2 separate regions of the Mus musculus genome follow, and region 2 is linked to region 1. Evidence: chromatin contacts called from public Micro-C data. All regions are on one chromosome and are shown on one strand. The core of a region is the stretch at or near the end of the contact, and the rest is flanking DNA. Distances in the headings are between cores, read along the strand shown.

What was found. A called contact is a pair of places that touch in the nucleus more often than the background predicts.
Region 2: a Micro-C map of the G1E-ER4 cell line shows a contact between it and region 1, with 3 times the contacts expected there. The contact joins two enhancer-like sites. A contact is called at or near these places in 1 of 39 promoter capture datasets (liver) and 8 of 484 Hi-C or Micro-C datasets (the G1E-ER4 cell line, embryonic stem cells, muscle stem cells and 2 more).

What each region holds. Positions count from the first base shown.
Region 1 is chr9:60,273,919-60,280,211 of GRCm38.p6, reverse strand. The region is part of intron 6 of Thsd4 (thrombospondin, type I, domain containing 4); the gene reads left to right. Among named protein-coding and RNA genes, the nearest start is that of 2010001M07Rik, 57 kb to the left of the region's middle. Within about 2 kb of position 3,756, at least 23 of the 459 cell types and tissues checked have an H3K27ac peak or open chromatin away from gene starts, as enhancers often do. A contact at or near this core is called in the G1E-ER4 cell line, where this site is marked.
Region 2 is chr9:60,413,281-60,419,573 of GRCm38.p6, reverse strand. The region is part of intron 4 of Thsd4 (thrombospondin, type I, domain containing 4); the gene reads left to right. Among named protein-coding and RNA genes, the nearest start is that of 2010001M07Rik, 82 kb to the right of the region's middle. Within about 2 kb of position 2,658, at least 4 of the 459 cell types and tissues checked have an H3K27ac peak or open chromatin away from gene starts, as enhancers often do. A contact at or near this core is called in the G1E-ER4 cell line, where this site is marked.

The DNA.
Region 1 (6,293 bases), core at 2,507-5,006:
CACTCACAGATGGTGGCTTGGGCTGCAAGTGGACGTGAAGAGGGGGATGGTGGATCGTTAGTCATCATCTGCAGATAGGCTGCTGGGATCCTATCCTGCCCGAGGGCTGATGTCAGGTGTGCTATAGGGGCTTAATGTTGTATGTCTTGCAGTACCTAGGGAAAGTCACAGGAAGTGTCAAAAGTGACAAAGAGGATCTTACCCAAACCTTCACACTTCTCTTCTTTCCAGCCCTGGTCCCTAAAGCCCAAACAACTGTGGACTGTTGCAATTGCATGCCCTCCATCAGGGATTAAACATTACCTACTGGGGCCAGCAAGATGGCTGGGTGGGTTAAGCTCCTTTGCCATACAAACCAAGCCACCCGAGTCTGGTCCCTGGAATCCACATAAAGGTGTGATAAGAGAGCTGACTTCACAGACTTATCTCTGACCACCACATGCCCACCATGCATGCATCGTGCACATGCGCACAAAGATAAGAAAATTAAAACTGCCTGCCAGGACCCAAGCATCCCAAGGAGTGTCTGTGAAGAGAGATTACAGGCAATCTTTTCATCTAGGTAGGTTAGTCAGTTTTCAGATGGGGAGGCGAGATAGAGTAGCGCATGCAGGCACGAACACACACAAAAGGCAAACAGCACAAGGCAGGAAGTACATTCCTCCACATCTCCCTGCTTCCTTTCTCCTGTGTCTTCAGGTCACAGCCGATGTGCCATCCTCTGGGCAGCCTTCTCTGACCTCCCCACTTTTTTTTTTTTTTTTTTTTTTTTTTGCCTTTTCGAGACAGGGTTTCTCTGTATAGCCCTGGCTGTCTGGGAACTCACTCTGTAGACCAGGCTGGCCTCGAATTCAGAAATCCACCTGCCTCTGCCTCCCGAGTGCTGGGATTAAAGGTGTGTGCCACCAAGCCCGGCTGACCTCCCCAGACTTGATTAGCTGTTTCTGACTCTGCCCCCTCTCAGCCTGTGCTCCACACTGCCTGTGTCTGCTGGTCCCGGGGTTTGCGTTTCTCTTACCCTCAGCCTCGTACAGTGTTCACATGTGTAGCTTGGCTCTTTACCAGCCCTGCAATGGAGAAGACAGCGTTCTTCCCACCAGATTTGTTGTGTAGAAGAAGGAGCCCATAGGAGATCGTTTCTCACTGCCACAGCCATCCCAGCAGACCGCAGGAGAGGGGAGACTGAAGGAAGGAGCTATGGACGACCCTCAGGAAATGTCTGCATTGGGGGAAAAGAAGAGGAATGGAGGTGGTGGTCAGAAAGCAGGAGGCCACGGTTGCTGAGAGGGACGGGAGAAGGAGAGGGGACCTGATGAGGTTGTGGCATGTGTGCATGGACAACAGCGGAGGGCTGTGGCTTCAGGATAGGTGTGTATTGCCAACACTAACTGTGTATCTTCAGGAAGAGCCTTCGCTGAGAAGTTGGCAGGTCCTCTGGGCATGAGAGCAATGCAGGATCCCACATTCCTGCAGCAAGTGTGTGTGGAAATTGCTCGAGGCAGGACTCAGACGTGTCCAATCACTATTCTAGTTCATTATTTGTTTTCCTGTTAATGGGATCATCCTAACTATTAGCCGTTATAAAAGCATACTTTTACAAATGGATCTCCTATTGTGACTCACTACTTAATAACCCAAATTCTTTCTTCTGGGGCTAAGAAGGTAACATGTTTGGAGCTGGCTGTTGAGATCAAAAGCTTTGGAAGGCTTCTCTGCTCCTGGCTCAGGAGCTGAGGTCTGGGGAAGGGGGTGGGGTGCTCACTTAGTCTCTCTCCTTGATTTCCTTCCATTTTGGCTGATGTTTCTGGAAGGTGAGGGAAGGTAGTCTTGGTCCCCCAGAGAAGTGGGGGAGGATCCCAGCTCTCTCGTGTTTTCTGTCTATGGCTCTCATTGTCAGGTGTTCTCACGTGTAGCTTGGCTCTTACCAGCCCTGCAGTGACGAGGACAGCCAGCGTTCTTCCCACCAGATCTGTTATACAGGAGAAGCCTCTGTTGTATTGGCTTCGTTTCACATGCATGCCTTTCCCCAGACCTTCTTGAATAGAAGGAGACCATCCCAACCTCCCCCTATATACAGTAAAAAGAGAGAGGCCCAGGAAGCCATTCAAGTTTATACTGTGACTTTAACATGGGGAAGTAATGATTTACCAATGGGACTATGTATCATTTTGCTTTTAAGAAGTGAATGGGGCCTGTGAGATAACTCATCGTGTAAAGGCGCCTGCCGCCAAAGCTGAGGACCTGGGTGAAATCCCTGGGCCCTATATGGTAGCAAGAGAGAACTGACTCTCGGGAGTTGTCCACATACATGGCTTTGCATGCGGTTACGCACTTGGATGTGTGCGCATGCACACACACACACAGTACTAAAGAGGAGACTGTCATGTGGAGTGTGGTGCAGTAGGAATGGCTTAGAAGTTAAGAGAATGCATTGCTCTTGCTGAGGACCTGAGTTGGTGTCTGAGCACCCATGCTGGGCAGCTCACAACTGTCTGTAATTCCAACTTTAGAAGATCTAGTGCCCACTTTGGTCACCCACACTCACATGTGTATGTAAATTTAAATGTGTATGTATGCATTTAAAATAATTAAAAAAGACTTTTAAAAAGCAACAAAAATAAAGAGAACATCAGAATGGAGTGAGATGCTGAGGAAAGAGGAAGATGATGCTTAGAGAGCTGCCAACGGAAGAGAAAGAGGAGGAGCCTGGTGCTCTCTGTCCTGTGGGCACTGGGCCTTCCAGAGCTGTGCATTACTCGGCTTTCTGTCACTACATTGAAAGGTTGGCTTTTGTCTCACAGATGTCAGTGTTCCAGTACATGAGATGATTGCCCTTTGCTTTGAGCCAGGATTATATTATGGTAGGATTGATTATTAAAGAACAAATCTACTCACCTTATGACCAGGAAGCTGGGGGGTGGGGGGGAAGAAGAGGAGGAAGAGGAGAAGGAGAAATGAGGAGCCCTGTAATCCCTTTCAGAGGGGCCCTCAATAACCTGAAGACCTCCCACCAGCACCACCTTGGGAACCAAGCCATTAACATGGCTCAGGAAGACTTTATGATCTAAAGTGTGGCAGGCTGTTTTTGAGGCACTCCATCAAGGTTGAAGAACTCCAGCATTCATATAAAGAATGCCAGCATTCTGGAGTAGAACTCTCACATCAAATATACCAGAATGGCAAACCCAGCCTTGCCCTCCTCACCCACATGTGTGTAAATCTGTGTACTTTTGAAATCAAAGATGAAATGGTTGTTATTGAACAGTTAGCCCTGACAAATAAAGGCACTCAGGTGGTGTAAGAAGCTAAGACCATAGTTCAACGGAATGCCAACTCCCTGGAGTTCAGAAACCTCTGACCTTCAGGCAGACAATCTCCTGACTCAGGAGGGTTTTGTAGAGGTTTTTAGGACTGACCTAAGGATGTCCTGTTGTCAGGGAAGACAGATGGGAAGGACATGTCTAACCCTGGGCTGGGGCTGTCCCGTAAATATCACAGATAAACATTGCCACCAGGGACCTTAGGAAAAGGAAGAGGGACAGCTGCTTTCAGTCAGATAGTGACAGGTACTTGAGAGAAACTAGAAATGGATATATTTACAGGAAAAACAAAACTTAACTTTGTGCCTTTAATGCAGACATCGGAGTTTCCAGCAGATGGAGATGTTCCCACATGAAAGAGACCGTTTACAGGTACCACTGCCCCAGACTTCCTGCTCCTTAGGACTGGATCACTCAGTCCTTGGGAGAGGCAGAGAGGACTTTGTAAAATGTCGGCTTCCTAGCTTTAAATCAGTTAGGTTTTCTATGGAGAACTTCAGGGAGACCAGGGCTTCTCTGAGAGTTGGCGTTTGAAAGGATAAAAGCCTTAGCTCACTCTTTCCTTGTTTGAGGTGGATTTGGCCCCTTGTCTTTTGTTTCTTAAGCCCTGTGTGTGTTTTTGTGTGTTTGTGTGTGTGTGTGTGTGTGTATTTGCATCATAGTACTGGATGCTTTAGGAGTCAAGTTTGCAAGCTTTAAGGTTTTGTTGTCTTTCTTTTTCTTCTTAGTTCTCTACTCTTCTGTCTGCAGGCCTAGGGTCAAGTTGTTTCCAGAGGCTGCCTGTATTCTGTTTGGGGGCCTTTGAAGGCTTGGTCAGGGCGCTTTTGCCTCAGGTTGGAAGAGCTGAAAGGCTGAGCTGGGAGAGAGCAATGAGGCTCACCTCATTAACATTTAAAACAACAACAACAAGGGCCGCCCTACTGCAGAAGGGGGGGGGGGGGATGATGATCGTGGGACTTTGTTGTCTGGGCGACCACGGGGTTAGGGAAACATTCTCAGATCTGCTGTAGGCTCCCTGGTTTGATGCTTTTTCTCGCTACAAATCATATGGCCCAACAGAGGGCTTCCATGAGGTGACAGTGTGGCTGCAAGCTTAAAAGGGATCGTTTTCATAACTTGTTTTTTCTTCCTTGGTCGTTTTCCTAATGGTTCAATACAGAAGATCTCAGATTGTATTTTGCTTCCTTTTTCGGATGATGAAGGGAAACGCTCTCAGATTTTAGGGTAAAGATAAATTCCAGGAGGAGGGTGAGTGGGTCACTGGGGGTGCACTACGCCACCTAGTGTCTGCTTCACTTTTCCCAAAGCATTGCATCAGTTATACAAAGCTACCGCTTTCATACTGAGCTCAATATGTTCATATAATTTGTAAAAAGAAATAAGGATTGGGGAGATGGTGTTGTGTTTTATAAAACCATGGTGCAATGTGGTGGGGTGGGGGGAGTCTGGGTGGGCCTGTGCCTAGGTGTCTACCTAAACAATCAGCCAGATATAAAAGGAAGTTTATTGGGAGAAGGGAAGGAGACGTGGGAAAGGGGGTAGAGGCAGAGAAAGAACAACAAAGGAGAGAGGGAGAGAGAGAGAGAATATGAATGAGAATGTGGTAACTAGTGGTCTTATGATGCCTGGATCCTGGCTCATGAAGCGACCTGATGCTAGGTTGCTGTTGGGTGGAGGCAGAAAAATTGCCAACAGATAGCACAGTCACAAAGTATTCAACCTGAAAACGTGAAGATGTGAGTTTGATTCCTGGAACCACATTTTTTAAAAATGTGGGAGGAGGAGCAGCAGCAGCAACAGCAGCTGCTAGGTTTGGTGGCTGTGTACTTAGAATCCCAATGCTAGGGGTGTGAAGACATTTGTATCTTTGGGCTCACTGAATAGCTGGCCAGCCTACTCATCAACCTCCGGTCAGTGAGAGACCTTGCCTGAAAAACAAAAGTGGACAAGACCTGTCGTAGGGCTTCTGTTGCTGTGATGCAACACCATGAGCAAAACGCAAGCTGAGGAGGAAATTGATTTATTTGGTTTACACTTCTACAGCACTGTTCATCAGTGAAGGAAGTCAGGACAGGAACTCAAACAGGACAGGATCCCGGAGGCAAGCATTGATCCAGAGACCATGGAGTATACTGCTTCCTGGCTTGCTCCCTTAGGCTTGCTCAGCCTTCTTTCTTATAGAACTCTGGACACCAGCCCAGGGATAGCACCACCCACAATGGGCTGGGTCCTCCCCCTATCAATCATTAATTAAGAAAATGCTTTACAGTTGGATCTCGTGGAGGCATTTTTCTCAATCGAGGCTCCTTCCTCTCTGAGGACTCTAACTTGTGCCAAGTTGACACACAAACCCATCTAGTATAACACCTGAGGAATGCTACCTAGGATGTGCTCTGCCCTCCATGGACATTCGCCCCCACATACACAGGTAAACGATTCTGTCTGCTACTATAGAAGATTGCCAGCCAAGAGAGAGTTCCCTGGGTAGTTCAAGGTCGACTTCTCTGTCTCCTATGTACAAATGAGAGGTGTCTTCAACAATAGGGTACTACTACCTGGTTTTTATCTGTAACCAAGAACAACGGCAGTAGCTTATGTTGTTATCTGCACAAGACCTGCAAAGGATCAAGCCAATCAAAATTCCAGCATGCAGGGTGGGATAGATCTACAAAGCTTCATGCTTGGCCGAGGAGTTACTGGTGTTTGATAGATCCTAAGAGAGGGAGCAAGTCGTCATTCTTATGGTGATGTGGCCATGGGAAACGTCTCTCAGTAGATGGTCTCACACCCATGGATAATGGGTACCACCAATTAGACGAAAAAAAGGGTGGAGAATAAAGTTGGGATGAGGGCACTGGGTGGATGGAGTTGAAGGGAGGTAATGGTGGAGGGATGTGCTCAAATGCACTTATAAATGTATTCAATTTTCAAAGAATAAATAAACTGTTTAAAAACAAATCTATTGTGTTAATT
Region 2 (6,293 bases), core at 1,409-3,908, 140 kb before region 1:
AGGTGCTCAGACATGTAATACCATCTGTAAAAATTAGTCAGTCTCTCCCCCACCCCCGTTGCATGTGTGTGTGTGTATAGGATGGGCTTCCCAGAATTCCCCTGAGAAATGGAGCTCATTTCCTTTGGGAGATGCCCGCCCAGGTCAGGATGCCCTGCTCTAGGCTCTGCAACCCGACCTGAATTGCAGGGATGATTTGTGGGCAGATATCAATTACTGGTACTTTATTGTTAACTTATTATTTCAGACTTCCTTTTGTGTCCCACTGCATTTAATTAGGATTGCAGGAATGAACAGGAATAGGGGTTATTTACTTGAGCAAGGGCAACCTAGCTGTGGCTACACCACTGAGGAATGTGATCCTGCCCGCCCCCTCTCCCCACGCTCCCAGAACCCACCCCCAACCCCCCACCCCGTCCCCAGTGACGATTAACTGTCTCAATCTTTGGGGGAAGTGGGACCTTATGAGTCTTTCCCATCCACGATGACATGTTGATAAACCCAGTCTTCTGCATGTAGCCTCTACTGCTCTGAGTTCATGAGTGTAGTATCCATGCCATGCAGTTATAGGCAGTTTAAAATAAAGTTGTGTTGCAGTCGACTACAGAGACCACAGCTGGCTTGAATGGACAGGGCTGGAGTCTCTGCCTAACTCGTGCATTCACTGGTCTGGGTCCTGCCCACATTGCCCAGGTTTTCCCTGGAGAGGATAAAAATCTGGCTTGTCATTTGGTGCTGTGATCGAGTTGAAAATCTTGTGGTTAGTATAGTTGTGGGTACCTAACTCTGTTAGGTTTAGGGTTCAGGCAGCATTGAAAAAGACACTGATACAGATTACTGGGGAACAATGAGTTTGTTAAAAAGTTATTGATGCTAGGGACAGACAGAAAACAACAGCATGGCAGGTGTCCCTGCAGAGAGAGATATCCATGGGTATGTTGTGCAGATGGGAGTGGCTCTTAGTAAGATCCAGAAGCTGGGCTCTGTGACTCCCAGATAGGAAGCAGGGAAGCGGGTGGGGAGCAGAATGTGTCTGGCAGCAATGCCTGCTTCAGTGTTAGCTCACTTCCCAGGTGAGAGGCCAGCAGGCGCCTGGTTGGTCAGCATCTGTGAAAGGGAGGAGCCTGAAACAGGAACAGCAGCTGTTTTCTGACATTATGCTCTGACTGTAAGCACTTCTTAAAGGTGGCCGGCCACATGCCCTTCATGGCCAGCCATGTTGGCAGTGGTTTTACACACCACACTCTCACCCGTCTCCATCACAACTGTGTGGTAGGTCTGTGCTGTTGCCACTTATAGATGATGAACTCAAACGTCAGAGTCGATGTGAACTTCAAGATCATGGCAGAGAGGGGTCAGGCTGAAATTCAAGTCTGCACTTGATTCTCATTCCACATGTGCCCTTCTAGAAAGCCCTTGCTCAAGATTAAAGGTAGCACTCATTACCTAGACCAATGAAGCAATAGTTTCATGTCTGAGGTGAAAAGGACAATAATTTTCTAATATCTACCCTGGGCTTTGCTCTAAAAACACAGACACTGCCTTTGCCAGGCACTCCAAAGCCTCCAAGGGGAGCCCAGAGAAAACCCTGGCTAACCAGCAAGAGAAAGTTGGCTAGCCAGCATGAGAAAGTAGCTATGCCAAGCCTTTGCATGTTTTAATTTCACTTCTATTGCCATGATAAAACATCCTATCAATGGCAACAAAGGGGAGTATTTGGCTTGTGATCCCAGGTAATACTCCATTATTTCAGGGTAGTCAAGGCAAGAACTCGAGGCAGATGGTCACATCATATCTACAAGTAGAGAAGGAAGACAGACATATTATGTTTCTGTTCAGCTAGCTACCTTTCTCTTACACACCCTAGGACCAAGAGATGGTTACAGCCACATTAAGACAGTCCCCTATAGACATACCCACATGCTAACCTGATCTAAACTACCCTCACTGAGACACTTCCTAAGAGGTGACTGTAGCTAACAGTTAAGACTAACCATCATGACATGTGCAGTTTTTTTGATTTCAGGTCTCTCTCTGCCTCTCAAGGCTCAACAGAGACGACAGGGCCATTGCTGTTCCATGTATTTTTCCTTACCTTTTATTGCATTCTTTTTCTTTGTGTATTTGCTAAGCACCAGACACCATGCTAGACCCAACAGCAATAGGCAGTAAAAGACACATGGCTCCCAAAGACCTCCATGTCTTAAGAGGGAATGCCACATGTTTGGTGATGTGTATGAGCAGAGGGCTGTTGGGGGCACACAGTGGGTCTAGTTCTTGGACAATCAAAAGTGACCATGAGAGAGAGTACTATGGAAGGAAGAGTTTGCATTCTTATTAGGTAAGAAGAAATGGGAACGAGCCAAAGAAGACTTGGCATATGTGAAGGATACCAGTGGCTTGGTGATACAAGAGGGACACTTAACCCTTCTGGTCTTGGAGAGGCTCAGATGATGGTGGCGAGAAGAGGAAGCAAGAGGATGGCAGAGGACCCAGGGAGGAGCTAGAGGGCTGCTCAGAATGTGGGGTGAGAGGCAGGAAGTCAGAGACCTGAGGAACCAGGAAAGTCTTCTAAGAGGAAGTCACTAAGAGCTGCACTTTGAAGAAGAGATTTAGCACGCCTTGGACAAAGAGTGCACTTCCCAAAGAGTAAACCACAAAGGTGGAGGCCCTGGGGCATGAGTGAGCATATCACACTCTAAGGTAGTAGAGGGCATGTAGGGACTAGAGCCTAGCCTGGGGAAGTCCTCAGCTTCCTGTTCAGAGGGGAAACTTTCCATCCTATGGGGACTGAATTAGAAATCCTCTGAGAAAGGCAAGCCCCTTAAATCCAGAAGGCCAACTGTCTCTCACTTTAAAACAGGCAGTGGATCCATGTTTGCATTTCATTTAAATTTCTCCTTAGCACCCTTGGAATCACATTGGTTAGCTCTTCCTCCTACCTTCGCATACCCAGCTATCTCAGGAAAGCTGTAGTTCCTGGCCGAAAAGCCCAGGCTTGGTCCCTTAGTTCTGTAACACATTCATTTATTTCTGATGATGGTATGCCACTCACCACAAACTTAATTTGTTTAAAATAATGAAAATGGCAAATACGTATAATGAAAAAGATCTGTTCAAGCCAGAAGTTCAAGATTGAGGAGCTGGCAAGACCCTGTTCCTTCTACAGCCGCAGGGAGAATTTTTCCTTCCCCGTCCACCTTCCAGGGCCATAGTCAGTCCTCCTAGGCTGCTGTCACCCTCAGTTCAGTCCTCTGTTCATAGACCTCCAGCCTTTCATTACCCATCAGCTGGCTAGGGACCTTCTGCTCCACCCTGATAAAAATCATAGCTAGGTAAGGAGAGGCTTGTCCGGTGCTGATCTGTGGGAGGCTGTGTTTCCTATGGAGCTAGGCAGCAGTGAGCTATGGCAGTGGGTGGAGGAGGCAGTATCAGGTATGTAATATACAGAATATTCAAAAAAATCATCATGTTCTGTTTGAGCTCACTGAGAAGCTGGCTGTGGGGTCGCTAGCCCATCAACTTCAGACCCCTTCACTGGAGATGAGCTGCCCCTCCCCCCCAAGCATGTGACAGGGAGGAGAGAACAACAAAAGACAAGACATGTGCTCTTGGGAAGAAAAGTGTAAGAACCATAGGACCAGGAATCTGCTGTAGATTGTACCCTACAAATGACACGGACGCTTCACCCATGATATCTCAACCATGTGGCTGCTTAAGCAAGATCTGAACAAGGCCAACACTAACTGACATCTTAAAGTGGAAGGGGAAATCGTATGGGGCTCTAACCCTAGACAGGTGTAGGAGAATTAGTTTTCCACGGTGTAGGAGAATTAGTTTTCCCCGGAGACAAGCCCCCTAATTGGTTATCAAATACTAATTGATCAGTCTCGAAATCATATACATATAGCAACACTAAATGAACTCAGTAGGTTGTGTTTATCTATTTATACATGTATATACCTCGTGTGTGTGTGTGTGTGTGTGTGTGTGTGTGCGCGCGCGTGCGTGCGTGCATGTGTGTACACATACAGAGAAAAGCCATGGATTTGAGATGGGTGAGGTTGGAGGCTCATGGAAGGCATTAAAAGGAAGAAATGATGTACTTATATTTTAACTTAAAGAATTCGATTAAAAAAAAACAGACTTTGTACTGATATATGTATGAACTCATGGAGCCTGTGGCAACATACTTAGGGCCTGCACAGGTCTAAGCCAGATGGGTCCCAGCACGGGGAGGGGAAGCAGACACAAGTCCTCACTCATCAACTACCCGGAAGTTATCTGCACTTGTTCTCCAGGGGAGACTTACCAGGTGTGCAAACCACACTTAAGCACACTTACAGGCAGACAGTCAATGGACATCACAAAAATGAACTCAATGGCATTTTGGGAGATTTTTTTTTTTAATCTCATAATGCTTTGTCTAGGCTTTTTATTTTTTTAAAAAAAACTTTTCAAGTGTCTTGCTTACATATATATTATGGTTTCTGGATTTGCGTTTTTATGGTATGTCTGTGTGCGTTGTGTATGTCTCTATACCTGCATGCGTTTCTTGTACTTTTTCTTTGCCTCAATTTTCCCCCTGTTTGTTTTGTCCTATTCTGGCCTGATTATTTTACCTTTTACCTTACCTTATTTATTTTTTTAAAATTATTTTCAGGTACCTGTTTGTTTTCTCATGAAAGAGAGGAAAAAAAAAGTATGTGGATTTGGATGGGTGGAGAGGTGGAGAGGATCTGGGAGGAGTTTGGGAGGGCAAACCATAATCAGAATATATTGTATGAAATCATACATTTCCAATAATTTTAAAAAGAAATGAACAAAACTGTTTTGCCCTTGAAAACACCTAGAAGACACACCACCTCCAACACAAGTCTCTGTTGTTTATCCTGTGATAGAAAAATGAGAACAGTGGGAGAGACAAGCAGTCATGGGAATCCCATATAAATGCTGCCGTTTGTGTGTGGCAATCACAGTCTTTCCTCTTCAGTCCCAGCCACAACAGGCTCACTGTTAGGCAGCCAAGGAAATGCCCCCCCCACCCCAAGAAGAAATGATTATTGTGTCACTAGAGTTCAGCAAGGCTCATAATAGCAAAACATCCAGTATAAAGTGTCCACTTCCAAGTGGAAGTGGCTGAGGCTGGGAGCTGTGCAGTCAGCCACCTTCCTTTGCAGTTCTCTGGCTATGTCCATGGAGTGGTCAAGAAGGCTGGTGCTAGCATACGGGTAATTTAATTCGCTCTTTGACTAATGATCCTTTTGTCCAAGGTAGCCAAAGCAACATGAAAAAGTACACCAGCTTCCAATCAGGGAGCCAAGTTGCCCCTCCCCCATTGTCTTTGCCTATTTACAGAGGAAACTGACCATGAGGGAGTAGTCACAGTAAGAGCTTACTAGGGCTAACCATAATAATGCTTTAAATAGATTTTAACAGTGCTGAAGAGCCACATGCTTAGTGTCCGGGGAGAGGTGGCTTCCCTGTCTGTCTCCACATCATTACAGCCTCACAGTCTATCCTGTTATTTCCTGGTTCTCAGTAACTGTCTACCCTCTTCTTAGAAGGGCCGATGTCACTTCACTGAGCTGCCCTGACCACCCAGAACGATTTTGTCACAAGTTCCTTGGCTTAATCTCTATTGTTTCTATTGCCTTTTAAAGATTTCTTTTACTTTTAAATTATGTATGTATTTGTGTGTCTATGTGCGGGAATGTGTACGCGTGTGCAGGCGCCTGATGAAGCCAGAAGAGGCTATCGGATTCCCCCAGAGCTGGAGTTGAAGGTGGTTGTGAGCAACCTGACATGTGCACAGGCTGGGATTTGGATCTGGGTCTTCAGGAGAGGCAGGGAATGCTCCTAACAGCCAAGCCATCTAACTGCAAAGTCCCTTTGCTACATAAGGTAACACTGATAGCCTGGTGGACCCCTTTGAGACAGATATCAGCCAGCCTCCTGACATACTCTAATACCCCAAGGTGATGAGGATTTTCAAGCAGTAGAATAATTTCTGTTCAAGCTGGACTTTCTTCCAAGCATCCCTGGGGGGTATTTGTGGAATTAGGTGAAGTTTCTCAGAAAAACAAAGAGGGAAACCACACATTCCCCACCCTCTCCTTAAGTGTTTTTATTTCAACTTGTGGTATTAATTAGGGATGGTTATAATAATGAAGTTAAGACAATCCATGCCCAAGGCAGCTGGTGTGGCATACACAGTTCTGCAGCCCAAAGTCATAGCTCACATCCTAGTTCTCACATGTGCTTTGATTCTGGGTAAGTCCCCTCTCTCTGGG